5 separate regions of the Mus musculus genome follow, and all the other regions are linked to region 1. The links are chromatin contacts, called in public HiChIP or PLAC-seq and promoter capture Hi-C maps. All regions are on one chromosome and are shown on one strand. Each heading gives the region's core, a stretch centred on a gene start, on an enhancer-like site or on the middle of the called end of the contact. The rest is flanking DNA. Distances are from core to core; before and after follow the strand shown.

Evidence for each region. Promoter capture Hi-C pulls out the DNA fragments that hold promoters and counts their contacts. HiChIP or PLAC-seq counts read pairs in DNA pulled down with a chosen protein or histone mark.
Region 2: a contact with region 1 is called in a promoter capture Hi-C map of neural stem cells. The contact joins the promoter of Adgra1 here to the promoter of Cfap46 in region 1. A contact is called at or near these places in 23 of 39 promoter capture datasets (the 3T3-L1 cell line, 3T3-L1-derived adipocytes, the C10 cell line and 13 more), 3 of 484 Hi-C or Micro-C datasets (embryonic fibroblasts, hippocampal excitatory neurons and stem cell-derived neurons), 10 of 115 datasets of contacts at active chromatin or transcription factors (the SCID.adh cell line, T-cell acute lymphoblastic leukemia, cardiomyocytes and 6 more) and 3 of 9 other capture datasets (adipose tissue, embryonic stem cells and pancreatic islet).
Region 3: a contact with region 1 is called in an H3K4me3 HiChIP or PLAC-seq map of embryonic stem cells, with 25 read pairs. The contact joins the enhancer-like site here to the promoter of Cfap46 in region 1. A contact is called at or near these places in 1 of 39 promoter capture datasets (hippocampal neurons), 1 of 15 datasets of contacts at CTCF or cohesin (embryonic stem cells), 1 of 484 Hi-C or Micro-C datasets (cerebellum) and 6 of 115 datasets of contacts at active chromatin or transcription factors (embryonic limb bud, embryonic midbrain, embryonic stem cells and 3 more).
Region 4: an H3K4me3 HiChIP or PLAC-seq map of forebrain shows a contact between it and region 1, with 6 times the contacts expected there. The contact joins the enhancer-like site here to the promoter of Cfap46 in region 1. A contact is called at or near these places in 11 of 39 promoter capture datasets (the 3T3-L1 cell line, the C10 cell line, HPC-7-derived erythroid cells and 6 more), 2 of 15 datasets of contacts at CTCF or cohesin (both in embryonic stem cells), 22 of 484 Hi-C or Micro-C datasets (B cells, the C10 cell line, the STO cell line and 16 more), 14 of 115 datasets of contacts at active chromatin or transcription factors (the SCID.adh cell line, T-cell acute lymphoblastic leukemia, embryonic basal ganglia and 8 more) and 1 of 9 other capture datasets (pancreatic islet).
Region 5: a contact with region 1 is called in an H3K4me3 HiChIP or PLAC-seq map of embryonic basal ganglia, with 3 times the contacts expected there. The contact joins the enhancer-like site here to the promoter of Cfap46 in region 1. A contact is called at or near these places in 10 of 39 promoter capture datasets (the 3T3-L1 cell line, the C10 cell line, the HPC-7 cell line and 6 more), 2 of 15 datasets of contacts at CTCF or cohesin (both in embryonic stem cells), 18 of 484 Hi-C or Micro-C datasets (B cells, the C10 cell line, bone marrow-derived macrophages and 13 more), 17 of 115 datasets of contacts at active chromatin or transcription factors (the SCID.adh cell line, T-cell acute lymphoblastic leukemia, embryonic basal ganglia and 9 more) and 2 of 9 other capture datasets (embryonic stem cells and pancreatic islet).

What each region holds. Positions count from the first base shown.
Region 1 is chr7:139,682,241-139,685,279 of GRCm38.p6, forward strand. It overlaps Cfap46 (cilia and flagella associated protein 46), which reads right to left and starts at 1,575. Exons shown (of 59, transcript NM_001302546.1): 1 at 1,482-1,575; 2 at 1,106-1,230; 3 at 764-895; 4 at 241-305. The coding sequence starts at 1,530. Gm32680 (a long non-coding RNA gene) reads left to right here and starts at 1,814. Exons shown (of 3, transcript XR_389968.2): 1 at 1,814-1,899.
Region 2 is chr7:139,832,837-139,835,619 of GRCm38.p6, forward strand. Adgra1 (adhesion G protein-coupled receptor A1) reads left to right here and starts at 1,338. Exons shown (of 8, transcript NM_177469.3): 1 at 1,338-1,691; 2 at 2,367-2,561.
Region 3 is chr7:139,912,990-139,916,044 of GRCm38.p6, forward strand. It overlaps Kndc1 (kinase non-catalytic C-lobe domain (KIND) containing 1), which reads left to right. Exons shown (of 31, transcript NM_177261.4): 7 at 493-607; 8 at 993-1,064; 9 at 1,151-1,212. Among named protein-coding and RNA genes, the nearest start is that of Kndc1, 20 kb to the left of the region's middle. Within about 2 kb of position 1,617, at least 41 of the 459 cell types and tissues checked have an H3K27ac peak or open chromatin away from gene starts, as enhancers often do. A contact at or near this core is called in embryonic stem cells, where this site is marked.
Region 4 is chr7:139,848,963-139,851,987 of GRCm38.p6, forward strand. All of the region lies in intron 5 of Adgra1 (adhesion G protein-coupled receptor A1), which reads left to right. Among named protein-coding and RNA genes, the nearest start is that of Adgra1, 16 kb to the left of the region's middle. Within about 2 kb of position 1,474, at least 51 of the 459 cell types and tissues checked have an H3K27ac peak or open chromatin away from gene starts, as enhancers often do. A contact at or near this core is called in cortical neurons, embryonic basal ganglia, forebrain and 2 more, where this site is marked.
Region 5 is chr7:139,869,805-139,872,798 of GRCm38.p6, forward strand. The region is part of intron 6 of Adgra1 (adhesion G protein-coupled receptor A1); the gene reads left to right. Among named protein-coding and RNA genes, the nearest start is that of Kndc1, 23 kb to the right of the region's middle. Within about 2 kb of position 1,382, at least 7 of the 459 cell types and tissues checked have an H3K27ac peak or open chromatin away from gene starts, as enhancers often do. A contact at or near this core is called in embryonic basal ganglia and neural stem cells, where this site is marked.

The sequences.
Region 1 (3,039 bases), core at 325-2,824:
TTGAGAGCCATCTACAAATCTCAGTGAGCCCTGAGCAAGCACAGCATAGGAAGTCTGCATGGGTATGGCTGGCCTTCCCAGCTAGTAAGACAAGCCTGTGTCATAACTCCATTCGTTACAAGCACAAAACAGAAAGGAGAAGGGATGGATGTCAGAAAGAGAAATGACATCGCTTGCTTCTGTGGGCACCAGAGTCTTATGCAATCAAGTAGAAGCAGACAGACAGTTCAGCATACCTACCTCGGTTCTCCTTTTGCAAAGTTTATGGCCTTCATGTACTGTGTCACGCAATTTTCAAATTCTTCCTAAGACAGCACAAAGAATACCCAGGTGAGCCAACTAGCCACCCCAGCACCCACTGCTGCTCATCTTCATTCCTGGCATCCAATGCAAACTGGTTTTCACCCCAGCTTATGCACAGTCCGGGGACAGCGAAGACCCTTGAGCAACCACAGCTGGCTGTGCCTGTGGGTTCCAGACTCTCCCACCTCCCGCTCTGCCCAGCCCAGGAAGGGCTTTGGGGGAGAGAAGACAGAAAGGTCATAGCACCCCCTTGCAGAGGTGGGAGGTCATATGGACTCATGTCAGGCACCTGGCGAGTACCGAGCGGAGAGAAAAGCACAAATGGGAACTGCCGATGTTTTTTGCATCACTGTGAAGGAGACTCTGGTTCCTCAGTCCCATTTTGCTTTAAAGCTTCTCTAAGACCTGCCTTGCTGCCATCCCTGGAGGTGGGGTGAGAAGTGGAGAGGGGTAGTCTTACCACATTTTCCTCTGACTGTGGGGCACAAAGCTGGGCCCTGCACAGGTGCGCTCGGCCCAAAAACTGAGTGATTGGCGCCTTCACTTTGAAGTACATCTGGATGCAGTCTTCGCTTATCTCAGGCTCTTTCATCTGTAGGAGATTGAAGCCAGGAAGAGGAAGGAAGATGCCCAGGATGAAGGCGCTCTGGGTCACTGGTGAGGCTAGCTTGGTCATTTCTATACTCACAACACTCATCAAATGTCCCATCCACCCTAACCCTGTGCCGTTTACACCCAAAGATGTGAAGGTGGGGACAGGTTCATTGTGTGCCAGTGACAGCCAGTCACTCAAGGGCTTCACCTTGAGTGCCTGCTCTGCACACAGCACAAACAGGTCCGGGCTGAAGCTCTCTGTGGGGTCAAGCTCCGACTTTCCCAGGTTTGCAGACTTGATCAGTTCATAAGCTCTTCGCAGGGCAGTTGCATCTATCGGGCAGAGGATCAGCAGAGGGGCCCAGCATAGGTATGTCAGAGAGACACAGTCCACAGTCCCTGGAAGAGCCTTCCTCTGGCACAGAAATATGGGTCTGAATTCCTGGCCAGGTTGCTTTCAACCATCCCCACTCAGCGACTAGGCCAGGGTTCAACAACTGTATCCACCGCATCGCATCACGGACTTTTGTGCCACTCTACTTAGGTCAAGGGGTTCCCATCAGCAAAGTTAGAGTGAGACCCACCTTGTTGATTCCGGGCACGGGCCAGTTCCTGCGTTATGATCAGGTCCATGGCCCTGGAGGCCCTCAACTATACAGCTCCACTGCTGGACCAGTAGCGGTTGCCTAGAGACGGGGCCCAGACCAAGGACGCGGGAGCTCGGGGCGGGGCTACACTTGAGGAGTCCGTGACGCTGGGAGTAGGGAGGGGAAGGGGGCGGGGAAGTAGACAAGAAGCAGGCGGAGCGGAACTGATGGACACCGAGTGAGGCCAGGTCAAGAACTCTTGAGTGTTGAATTGGCACCCAGGGCACCCATACCATGCTGTCTTCACTTTCCTTGCCAGGCTGCGCTCACCTCCCATCCATCCACCCATGTTTCTGTGTCCTGCTCTGTTGCGGCACAGAAAGACAAGGGAACTCCACAAAACCTCCCTGCTCCGGTAAGCGCGGGCTGGACGGATGCAGGAAAAAGATCTAACAGAAGATGCCTACCAGAGCAGGAAGGTGGGCTGCTGGGTACCAGTCGGACAGGGAAGTTGCCAGCCTCAGAAAGCGTGCCCCTTTCTATCTGCAAGGGCCACCTGTGGCGGGTCTACATGTGTGACATTATCTAAGGGATCTGAGGAGTGAAGACTGAGTAGACCCGCCTGTAGCTGCTGCCTGGGCAAGAAGCCTTGGAATTGGAGCAGTTCTGGGATCAGGAAGGATGCGGGGGGTGGGGTGGGGGGACGCCACAAACGCTCTAGAGCCCTTGTTCGAGGATCACTCTTAGAGATGACTTTCATTAAGACATAGTAGTCTTGGAGGTCCAAGCTGGGGCAGAGCCCGGAGCTGCAGGAGGAGCTGCGCTTCATCAGCTGAGAAGCAGTGGTCGGTGGGCAATGATGGAGATCCCCGGGGCAGCAGGTGGGCAGCAGGTTAGCAGGCGTATAGGCAAAGACAAAGCTGACTCTAGTATCCTAAATGAGCGTTTAGAACGGCGTGCAGAAGGACAAACGTGTATACAAGATCTAAGGGAAAAAGCCGCAGTCCCCAAGGCCACGCCCCCAGTGACCTACTTCCTCTAGCCAGACACCACCTCTTAAAGAATACCGAACCTCTCGAAATAGCGCCACCTGCTGGGACTATGAGTCAGCACATGAGCCCGTGAGACCTTAGCAGGCGCAAACTAAAAAACCACAGAGGGAGAAACAGATAAAATCTTTCCTCAGAAGTAGAGTCTTCTGATCTTTTGAAAGAAGCTGTTAGGAAAATGAAAAGGTAGACTACAGGTTAGAAGAAAACATTCATAATAAAATCTAATACAAGACCTGTGTCTAGATTATATAAGAGTTCAATGGATAAATCACAGGCAAGTTTTAGAAGATGCCAAAGACTTGGATAGACACTTGACAACGTGAGCTACTTGACTACCCAGTGAGCAGGGAATGAGTGCAGCCGCCACCGTTGCCAGTAATCAGAGAAACAACACAAAGAAATGCCTCCCACATTCAAACCCATTAGTGCAGCTAAAATCAAGAAGCCTGATGATAGAGGTCCTGGTGGGGACAAACAGCTGCATGTGCCACACAGCTGGTGGG
Region 2 (2,783 bases), core at 88-2,587, 150 kb after region 1:
CACTCCAGGAAGAAGCTGAGAATCATCACTCACGCAGTACATAGAGTCCAGGGGCCAGTAGCCAGGCCTCTTCTGCCTCTCCTGAGGGCCTGGACCACCTGTGACAGACCTGGAGCCCTGAGCAGAAGACCAGTGTCAGAGCCTACTCTGATTCAGAGCCACCTCCCCCTACATACTTCCTGCTCTCCTTTCTGCCCCGTTCCCTATCCACCCGACTAAGACTATCATCCAGGATCCATCAGGGACTTTGGCTGGCCTCCAGTTCCTGGAGAAGAGACTCTGAGAGTTCAGAACACATGGAGGCCTCCATCACTCATAGGGTGCTGAGCAGACAGAATTCCTCAGGGTCAAGTCCCTTATCTGAAGTTCGGGGCTCAGTGTTCCCACTGAGGACTGGGACAGGAGAGTTGACCACACCCCACCCAGAGGTTACACACCACAGGATTTCTAAAACAAAAATCACAATGTCCCTGGGTCTAATTCTATCTTTATGATCCTTTAACTACCTCCCCTGCCCCAGGAACTCTAGCTTCCAATCCTTTAAACTCCAGAGTAGCAAGAACCTAGGGGCCTCCTAGAGTAGACACTAGCTTTAACAGCACCTGAAGAGCAAAGTTGCTAGGTGGGATGGAGGTGCTACAAGAAAAGGAGCCAGGTGGAGAGGGAAGGGAATGGTCCCCAAACAGGTGTCTCCTAATCACAATGTCATGCCAACATCTGCCAAGGGGATAAACTTTGTGAAAAAGCTTGACCTGATCCAACTCTCCCCTCAGGCAACCAGTCTGGGCCAAGCCATCCCACAGCAGATGAGCTGGACTCTGACTCACGCCTCTGTACACTTTCCTTCTCAACACTCAGTCCTTTGGCCCAGGCTTGGAGAAGGGTTCAACACTGGGGTTAGGGAAGACACTTTCTGCCCCGCCAGGCCATGTCCACAGACAGGAGCAGCCCTGCTGACTCATGCTCACACAGTCTTCACCTCAGTTTCGGAAAATTTGGATTTGAACAGTATTTTAATACATGGATTGTGAAGATTCTTCCAAAATCAATTTCCGTTTTCACCTTCCTGTTCCTGCAGCCCTCGAGAGACAGGGATCTCTTTTTAAAATGAAATAACATCATCCTGTCCTCCTTTTGGGGAAAATGCTTTAATGTGAGTTGTCTGAATCGGTTGGAAGCAAGCAGCAAACCCTGGTCGGTTGTCTCTTTAAATCGACTCTGCAGTGTGACGGGCAGCCGGCCGCCGGGCTGGGAAGAACCATTCCCGCTCTGCCGCAGGGAGCCAGGGCACGGCGCTGCCGCGGTCCGCGCCTCCCCCAGTCCCCATGGTTACAGCTCCTGCTTCCCGGCCGGTCCTTCATTCCCCTGGCTGTTGCTGCAGAAATCCGGCGCGCAGGCGGCTGGCGTCCCCCAACCCAGAGCTGGAAACTGCCTGCAGAGAGCGCATTGGATGCCTGCTCTTCTCGGCTCTGACTCACTCCCTCCGGGTGCAGAGCTCCGTCCCCAGCGCAGTGCTCTGGCCACAGCCAGTCGCCAGGCTGCAGCCCTGCAATCTGTTGATAACTCCACTTATAAGCTCCAATCTCATGCCTTTCGTCATAGAAAGCTGTTCCCTAGCACGAGGGACATGCCACATCTCGCCTGTGAGAAGCAGGAGACCTGTGCCTCTTCGGCTGCCTTTACCAAAATAGGTGAGAAGTTGGGTGGCTTTCTCCTGATGTCTGAGAAGGGAAGGGGAGGGGTAGGGCTTGTGCCCAAGCTACTGGCCGGCCACAGTGTCCACTCATGAGGGCCATTTCTGGAGCAGAAACGCTGTGAGAGATTCGGCCACTCTTGCTGTTGGGAAGGTGGATTCTGAATAACTTTGGGTAAGTCTAGAGCTTGGAGCCTTAGCAAGACCACATAGTTCCAGCCAAGCAAGAATGTCCATGCGGGAGACGCCAGCCCTCAAGATCTAGCTACATCAGGCGGCAGCAGCAGCTTCTGCCTGCCAGGTCTTCCTGGGCACTGAGAGATTTACTCAGGTTTATTTGACTCTCTTGATTTCAATTGATAATGCTGGTCTGGCTTGTGCAGCCCGAAATAACCAAGTTACGGTCTTATGTTGGGATGGCGAGCAGAGACTACTTAAGGGATGCTTTCCGGCTGCCAGGAGCCAGGTTTCCTCCCAAGTCCCAAAGCCCAGGTTGTTACCACCTCTCTGGGTGCCTCAGATGAAGCCTGAGCTAAGGACTCCAACAGGCTGGCCAGGTTCATAGGAGCCAGAAAGGGGCAAACTTGGGAAGGGACTGAGTGCCCCCTGAGTATACCTGGGTATTGACCAGTATCAGGCTCCCTTGCACTCTGACCATGCATTGTCTTTGCAGGTGGGTCAGCCTGCAGATCCCCATTCATCTTGACACAGTCACTCTGAGGTAGCCTTCCCAGGAGCTCGACCGTGACTGTGTGGGACTTGACCTTCCAGATGGCCATGGAGGCTAGAGGGGAGAAGGGTGCAACATAGTGGTCGGTGCCAGCAACCCCATCAGTGCGCTTGCCTCCCTAACTCTGCAGGGCTCATGGTGAGTACACAGCCCAAGGGGCCTAAAGCTTTGACCAAAACCCTGCCGTTCACATCAGATCAGGGGCTACCATCTCTGTTAGGTGGAGGAGGCCTGGGCAGGAAAGTAAGTTATGGGGTGGTTAGGCACTTAGCAGCTGTCCAGCCTGTGTCAGTCCTGGGGTGGGATAACTCTATGGGGGCAGTGGGGTCTGGCTACATTGAGTCTCTGGCTGCCTGCCAG
Region 3 (3,055 bases), core at 367-2,866, 230 kb after region 1:
GTGAGCTACTGTGTGGGTGCTGGGAATTGAGTTATCCAAGAGTATCAGGTGATCTTAACCACGGAGCCAACTCTCCAGCCCCTGAACCACATTTCTTTATCCACTCATCTACTCCTGGGGATTTGAACTGCTTTCCCTTTTTGGATCTGGTGAGTGGTGAAAGGTCTTGAACCTGAGTGGTCTGCTGTCCACTCCAGTTTCCTTTCAGATCTTAGGGGTACCCAGTGTTGTATCTTGAGGTAATTCTCTGTACTTTCTCGGAGGATCTGCCATCTTCTCTCATGGCAACTGTACCAGCTCATGGGTGAGGGCTCCTGTTTCTCCATACACTTACCCACACTCGTGTTTAATTTGGAGAACTTTTCCAGCCCCTGGCATAGGGGGGATACTGCAAGTAGAAACAGAAGCACTAAGCGCACATCTTTCTCCGTGGAAACCCTTCCTTGACATCAGGTGGACAAAGCGTTCTTATGTAACCCTTCTTTTCCACAGAGCCTGTCCCTGAAGGACCTTCTGTCTAAGCTAGGCCGGCCCTTCAGGGAGTACGAGCTGTGGGCACTGTGCCTCTCCTGCCTTAGCACTCTGCAGACACACAAGGAGCACCCAGGTGATGGGTCACCCTGCTCTCCTTGAGCCCTGAGCCCAAAAGCTGGGGAGGGAGAAAAGGGAGTGGGAGAATGGCTGCTGTGACACTGCAACCTCTTAGCCTGGAGTCTGGAGAATGTGAAGGGCCCAACCTACTTCACCCAGCCATTTCCAGGGGCAGAGCAATATGGACCATGTCCCCACCCATCCTCCCGTTTATTCTTAATTCGATGAGGGTGATATACCCTAACAGTGTTCCTAGGCAACTGTTGGCTAGAATGGCCAGCCCTCCAGTGTCTGTCCAGTCTTGACAGGTTTTTCTGGGGTCTCTGTGTGGTCTGGAATCCCCTGATGCTGGCAAGGGAGCTGCCCACACACGGCTGCATACTTGATCCGCTCTGTTGCAGCTCACCTGTGCCTGGACAACGTGTTGGTGGCCGAGGACGGGACAGTGTTCTTCGGACCGCCCCCTGCCAATGGTACACAAGGGTCACTCTCGGGGGCAGAGAACCAGAGCGGGTTCCCCAAGGAAGGAAGAATAACCAAACTGTGGTTGCCTTTCTAGGCGCCTACAACTCACTCTTCTTGGCTCCCGAAGTGTCAGAAGAGAAGCTGGTGACAGAGAAGGTAACCAACCACATCACCTCTCTCGCTCCATCCTCACCCTCTGCCCAGTGGATCGCGGGGCCAGATGGCCTAAACGTGGCACCCATCTTACTCGCGGGGCTACTGTAGCTGCGTTCACTGATGTCTTCTGAGTCATGGGCGTGCCCTGGGACGCTGGGCGGGACGAGCTCCAGTCCGAGGGCGTAGACCCGCCGCCACTAACAAGCTAATATAATAGGCTCTTATAAATTTTAAATTAAATGAACTAAATTACACTCAGAACCTAATGCAGCCCCCACCCTGGGAATCAGGTCAGCTGATCCTCCAGGCTTTGGCTTATCTGGTACTCGACAAGGCAGGGACCAGGTCTTGGGAGGGAATGGGCGGAGCAATATAGAAGGCGGGGCCATGGGGGGCGGGTGGGAGGAGTGAAGGAGCAGGGTGATACCAGACAGGGCCGAGCAAACCAAGGTTTTTTCAGTCTCCTATGCTGGACCCTGCTACTAAAGAAGTGGCACCTGGAAAACTCCGCAAAGGTAAAGGGAGCCTCCCCGGGGTCAGGCTTACTAGCCAGAGGGCCAGGAAGGAGCAAGTGACTTCAGCTGGCCTGCCTGCTCCTTTTGCTTGCACAATGTGTCTGGGGTCCATTGGCCAGCCTAGACCTGAGACCCTGAGAGCAACAGAGGTGTGCTGGCCTTGGCTGCCCATGCTGAGGAGTCACCCACGACGGTGCGGGGAAGCTAGGACTATAGACATGTGGACAAGGAAAAGAAATGAGATCAAAATTTGAACAGGCCCGAGAAGCTTGCCCTAGAAAACCAAGCATTCATGGCATCAGAATTCTAGAAGGAAAGAAAACTGTGGGCGAGGCAGAAGAGTAATCAGTGAGTGAGTAATGAATGAAAAATATCCAATTGTGTCAAAACACATAAGCCTACCACTCAAGAAACGGAAAAGAAGGGGATTAACCTAAAGAAACCAACGCTATGTTGTAGTGAAACCCCTCGGAAAGCTGAAGGTCAAAAGAGAAACAGTTTATCTATGTTCGGGGTAAACGGTTCAAATGGCAACTGAGTTCCTACCTGATGACCTTAAAAGTGGAAACCTTTTACCTAGAGTCCTCTGTTCCGCAAAACCCCTATGTGTCAAGAAGCTCTCAGAAGGAAAAACAAAAAGAACTAAAAATGTATCACAGACAAGAGTAGTTAGTGCCGTGGGTTCTAAAGAGCCAAAAGAAAGACTGGGCTTGCAAAATGGTTGATTCAGTGGCTAAAGCGCTTGCCGAGTAAAGCCCGGCAGTTAAGTCTGGATCCAAGCCCTAGAGTGAAGGGGTTCCGTAGAGAAATCTCGCACCACAGATTTCACACACACACCATCCACACGCAATAATAATATGGTTTTGGAGCCGTGTGTGTGTGTGTGTGTGTGTGTGTGTGTGTGTGTGTGTAGTATAAAGACTGAGCTGGAGAGATGGCTTGGTGGCTCAGAGCAAGTAGAGTTTTATTTGTAGCAGCCACAGCAGGTAGCTTCTCCGGTAACAGCTCCGGGGTATCAGATAACAGCTTCATTTGTTTATAAATGTCTGTGGAGGAAATACTTAATCAAAAGTGGGAGAGGCGAGCTGGATGCAGACTTGGAGGACGTTGACAATGATCCACTGTGCAAACAAGCCACTAGGAAGCAGTCTGATAGACAAAGGGATGCCCTAGAAACAGGGCAGGTGAAGCAGACGGAACGGGGAGCCAGAGAAGCAGGAAAAGAGAAAGCACGCAAAGCAGAGATGGCAGAGGGAGGGGCGTTTGCAAGCACCAGGACGGCAGGAGACACCACAAGCAGCGTCCTCACGTGCTTGGCTGAGATGGAC
Region 4 (3,025 bases), core at 224-2,723, 170 kb after region 1:
CTTTGTTTCCCACACTGAAGCCCAGAATGCTCTGGGAGCATGACACCCACACCTGAAAGACACAACCCATGCTCTGGTCCCCTGGGCACCATATATATGTGACTATGTGACATATCAAACCCCAGGAAGACAGGCCCCTACCCTGGCCTGGAATAGACTATCAGAAGAGGAAGTGTCACATGCCTGAATGGAAGAGAAGACAGTTTCCTCCATTGCTGCCTCTGTTAAGCTGGAAATAGCCACATCGAGGGCTAGGAAATCCCACTCTCTCCTGCTATAAAAGCTTGCCCAGAAGCCAAAAAGGCAATTGAGTGGGCCGTTATCTTTATGTCTTCACTCTGCCACCAAGTGCTGCGCAGCTGGGGCCTGCTGGCCACGCAGTCATTGGAATCATAAAATCCAGCACTGACCCCAGGCTCAGGCCAACCCTATGAAGCCCCAGAGATCCAGGCACCCATGGCATTCCAGAATTCCACTGGGGCAGCACCTGGAAGAGAGATTTGGTAGGTGGGGACAAATGGACCTGGAAATACCCTCCAAGCTAAGATCTATAAGGGCCGTGCTCCGATGAGAAGTCCTTAGTAACTGGGACTCCAGATAAAGGACAGGTCCCGTGTGCTGGAGTACGGTGGACTGCAGAAAACACACCTCCTAGTCTCCGGTGGCTTTTCCTGAAATGGCCAGCCCCTATTCATCCCTTGCTTTTTGACTCACTCAAGGCCCTGAACTAATGTCTCAAGGGCAAGCCAGGTATCGGCAGTGTTAACGGTGTGGGACCAATTGAAACCCATCTGCCAGGCTATGCTGGGGGGGAAGTTGTAGACAGCAGACTAAGGACCAAAAAGCCACGTGTCCTGTTAGTTTTGTGGAGACCCAGAACTGCTGCTGCAAGGACAGGGGAGTCGAGGAGAGCTCAGGGGAAACAAGAGCTAAAGGAGACCCAGGTCCCACAAAGCACTCCAGGTAGCAATCTCCACCACACTAGGACATTTTTAAATGCCTCTGTGCCTGTGCACAGAAGTGAAGGTGTCTATTGCTTCTGAGGCCTCCCTGAGCCAGAAGCCAGGCTGGTTTTAATCAGCAGCCTGGCGGGTCAGAAGCTAGCCCACCTCACTCATCACGACAGCTCCCCTACCTCACCTGCTAAGAGGGAGATACCTGAGAGGAGCAAGCTAAAAATTAGATCACTGAAAGCTAGATGTGTCCCCCACTTTGATCAGCAACCAAGTGGCTGAGTACAGGAGTCCCAGCCCCTCCCCACCCAAGCTCAGCATCATCAGAACAGCCAGGAGAAGTGGTCCAGAGCTCTGGATGGCTGGCGAGAACAGACAGTTGTCATAGCAACAGAAAGATGACCGTGAGTCTCATTAAAGTACTAAGTGACATCATAAACAAAGCAGACGGCTGCTGTTAGTCCCACATAATGAATGTACGTCAGTGCTGGCCCTGGGTCCGGAAGCAAGGGAGGGTGTCCTGCCTGCTTCTTCCTCTCAATAGCACATGCTGTCTGGAAGCCAATCGGCATCCCTTGACCTCCCTATGTGTTCTGCCTCAAGTTGGTGTTTAAGAGACAAAGCCTGCCTTTGTACACTTTCTGCTCCCTGATCATACAGCCTGGATGAGACTCAGCTTAAGGGAGAAAACAGCCAGGCCTCCCCTCCATCTCTCCTCCCAGCTGTGCCCCCACCCACCTCAAGGCCCTGAACTAATGTCTCAAGGGCAAAAGTCAGGCGCCCTTCTGAGGATGAGTCTGACATTTCTGTCTGTCTATGACAGTGACAGCCACGCTGCAGACCTTTCTTCAAGCCGTGCCTACCTCCCCTTTTCTGTTTGCCTTTACATTGAACTCTTAGATGGCAAGCAGCTCTTGCCACCCAGGTCCGAGGCCTCCTACTCTCATCCAGGAGAGGTGATCCCAGTGTGGCTGGACCCTATCTCACCTGAGCATCAGCAAAGCCAAGAGAAAGCTGAACTCACAGGACATGCTGTGCTGTACCCACAAAGCCATCTGAAACCATAAACAGCTCTTCAATCTCTCCAACCCCCACCCCACCCCAAATCCTCATCAATTATTATAGCATTTTCTCATAAGTAAAAATTGAACTCTAGATTCGATAAATCATTATAATCGTGCGATGTTAGCTTTATTCAGGAAATCTCTGTATTCCTTAAACATTTATGTCCTTTCCGATTATAGCAATATTTTACTTGCCATTTCAAAATGTCAGGTTAGTACCTCAAAGGTAGCCTTATTTTATGGAATCAGATGGAGATGAAGCAGTGCAGAATGCGTAATTAGCTAGCGTAAAAGTGCTGGCTGGGACTAGCTCCAGCGGCTGTTTCCATAGCAATGAGTCACTGTGACGTGCAAGGGTGGGTTATCAGAGCCTCATCCCTGAGGTGCCTTTCCTTAAATTCAGTGCCTTGGTGAATATATGAGGGGAGCCCTGCTGTGCAGCTGTGCCTGCCTTCCACTTGGGGGGTCCAGAGTGGGGCCAGGGTTCACAGATAGGTGTGTACATCAGAGCCCGTACATAAAGATGACATAGACTTCCTACAGAGGAGGATCTAGTAGGCAACCCCACAAGCTTCTCACAGGTCCACATACACAGCAAATAGCTGGACAGTGTAAGAGTCTCAGCTGCCTCTGGCTCCTTCCCTACCTGTCCTCCTCCTGGTCTCACTGTTTTTATTGTCCCCAAAGAGCTACAGAGTAGCTGTCAGGGTTCTGTATACTCACAGCCCAGAAAGTTAGGACTGCACCCAAGGAGTCTGCTGTGCATGCTGGGGCAGGTGGCTGGGGCAGGTGGCTGGGACAGGTGGCTGGGGCAGGTGGCTGGAGGAGGTGGCTGGAGGAGGTGGCTGGAGGAGGTGGCTGGAGCAGGTGGCTGGAGGAGGTGGCTGGAGGAGGTGGCTGGAGGAGGTGGCTGGGGCAGGTGGCTGGAGGAAGTGGCTGGAGGAGGTGGCTAGAGGAGGTGGCTGGAGGAGGTGGCTGGAGGAGGTGGCTGGGGCAGGTGGCTGGGGC
Region 5 (2,994 bases), core at 132-2,631, 190 kb after region 1:
GGTTGGTTGGTTGGTTGAGGGGGGTTGTATTTTGTTTTCTTGAGACAAAGTCTTGCTATGTAGTCTAGGCTAGCCTCGAACTTTCAGAGATCCTCCTGTCTCTGCCTTCCAGAGGAGGTATGTGCCATCAGACCCACCAGCAAGGTGTTCTTTTTTCTTTTCTTCTATACAGCATACTTTGATCATATGTTTTCCCTCCCCAACTTCTCTCAGATTCTCCCTACCTCCCTACACACAAAATTAAAACCAAAACAATGAGAAAAACAATAAGACCAAAAAAAAAAATGGAGTTTTGTGTTAGCCAACTACTTCCAGGCAAGGGGCCTGCCTGAAGTATGGCTGACACTCTACTAGAAAGAATTGATTTTCTCTTTGCCTTTGATATCAAGGCCAGCAAAATTTTCTAATGTTTTGGTTTTATTTTTTTCCCAAGGAATATATCCATTTCATCAAAGTGACTGAATCTGTTGGCATGCAGCTATTCACTATATACGCCCTTGATTCCTGTAGTGTATCTGTAGAGTGCACAACAGTAACTCTTTCTTCAGATTGAAATTGAGCTCAAACAATGTTTGTAAATAGTTTATTATCACTATTGTGTGTGCACGGTGAATGGGGTGGGGGTACACACCATGGTATGTGTGGAAGTTAGCAGACAGCTCTGTGGCATTGGCTCTCCCTGTCTATCAGGTTATTAGGTTAGTATTTGGGTCACAGAAATCAAACTTGGGCTTGCAAAGCAAGGTCCTTTGCCCACTGAGCCATCTCATCAGTCCTTCTTCTCTCTTTATTAGTTTAACAGTTTATAGCTTCACTGGCTTTTACTGTAGGGGGAGCAAGTTTTCAGGATTTGTCCCTAATATTTATCATCTTCATCAGGTGGCAACCTAGGGCCAACCTTGAGGTCTTGTTTTTCCACCTTGTCAAGGTAGAATAGATCACTAAACTTCAGATCTTTCTCTTCTTTCTAATGAAAGATTGGAAACTATAATTTTCCCTTTTATCCCTATGGTATTTGCAGCCAAGAAATTTTGGTGTGTTACATCCTTTATAATTTCATCCTTATTCCATGAATATTTTATAAGCGTGTTGTTAAGTCCACAGTATTTGTGGTACCTTGAGCAAAATATTGCTACCAATCTCTCATCTAATTTATTTATGGTTAGAGAATATGTTCCGCATGATTTCAAGTCTTCTGAATGTTTGAGTCTTCCATGACATATACCTGTTGAAGAGCCAGTGACACACTAGAGGATGCCATTGTTGTCATGGTGAATATGCCGCATGTAATGAAAGAGCACAGATAGGGTACCAGTGTTGTCATAGTAAACAAGCCACACACAGTGAAGAGGGATGTGTGGATACCACTGTTGCCATGGTGAACAGGCCACATACACAGTGAAGGAAGGTATTTGAATAACATTATTAGTATGGTAAACAGGCCACATACAATGAAACAGGATGCCACTGTTGTCATGGTGATCCGTACGTGCACCTGGGAGGAAGCACTGCGTGCTTAGCCGTGTTGTCTTGCTGAAGCAACCACACAGGGAAAGACATGTGGATGCCTCTGCTTTCATGGTGAACATATTGCAGGCTCTGGAGGAGGATGCCTGGACCATGGCTGGCAGGTCACACACAGCCGAGAAGAATGTCAAGATGTCATGGTTGACATGGTGAACACACACACTGGAGGAAGATGTGTGAATGTTATGGTCGCCACAGTGCATGAGCTACACGGACTGAATAAAGATGTGTGGGTGCTACTCTCATGTGGATGAATAAGCCACACATTCTGGAGAGTAATGTGTTAATAACACTGGTGTCATGGTGAACAAGCCACGGTGACTACAGGAGGATTACATTGGTGACACTGTTTAGTGAGATGTGTTACAAGGAGTCTTGAGGCTGACATCTTTAAAAACTGTGGCTCTATTTCCTCATTGAATTGATTGTTCTGTCTCTTGCTGAGGGGAGGAACTTTAATGCCAACTGCAACTCGGGAAGCTGCTCTTTCCCCTCTATATCTATCAGTTTGTTCTGGTATTTTGAACCCTCTATTGGACGATGCTGCATCGCCTCCCAGCCAAATGCAAATGTCATGTCTTGCCCTTGCCTGTGTTTCCTCTGTCTTGCTCAAGCCTGTTTTCTCTGCTGCTGGCCTGGTAGCCTTGCTTGCCTTAGAACAATGGCTCTCAAGCCTCCTGATGCTGCGATCTTTTAATATAGTTCCTCATGTTGTAATACCTCCCAATCATAAAATTATTTTCATTGCTACTTCATATCTGAAATTTTGCTACTGTTATGAAGAGTAATGTAAATATCTGATTGTGATCTCTGTGAATGGGTTATTTGACCCCAAAGGAGTCGCAACCCACAGGTTGAGAACCACAGACCTAGAGGGCAAAGCTGAAAGATGATTCCTACAGGCCTACTTCCAGGTCCCCCCCATCTCTTCTCAGTCTATGTTATCCCCAGCTGGGTCTTTCGTTCTTTTCCTCTGTTGTAACAATCTCTACCTTGAAGTAGAATGTTACAATGTTACTTTTTCACTTGGTTAGGTTGTTTCCATTTATTCTTTTTTCTTTTCCTATCTCTTTTGCAACACTGTTTTGATGTGGTTTCTGTTTTTTTTCCCTTCCTTCTCTCCCTGTGTTTGTGTTATAATTTTTTAATTTCAAACTTAATATATTAATTAGCTTTTTTCCTCTTAGTGTCTCTCAGCCACCTCAGAGATTAAAAGACCCAATCTAATCACAGTCCAAGAAAATAAAGTTGAACGAATCCACATGAAACATCCAGCAAGATCTTGTAACTCCCCTCTTCTTTTGTGTCACAAATGCCAAGCCTCTCACCCTGTGACATGCATGAACTCACAAAATGTCAAACTTCTCTGTTGTAACACTCACCTGTTGTTTGAAGAAGTTAAAGGGCGAACAATCTTTATCTAGTTCCCCCTAAGCTTAGCATTCCTTGTGCTCTTCCGTCCTGGTG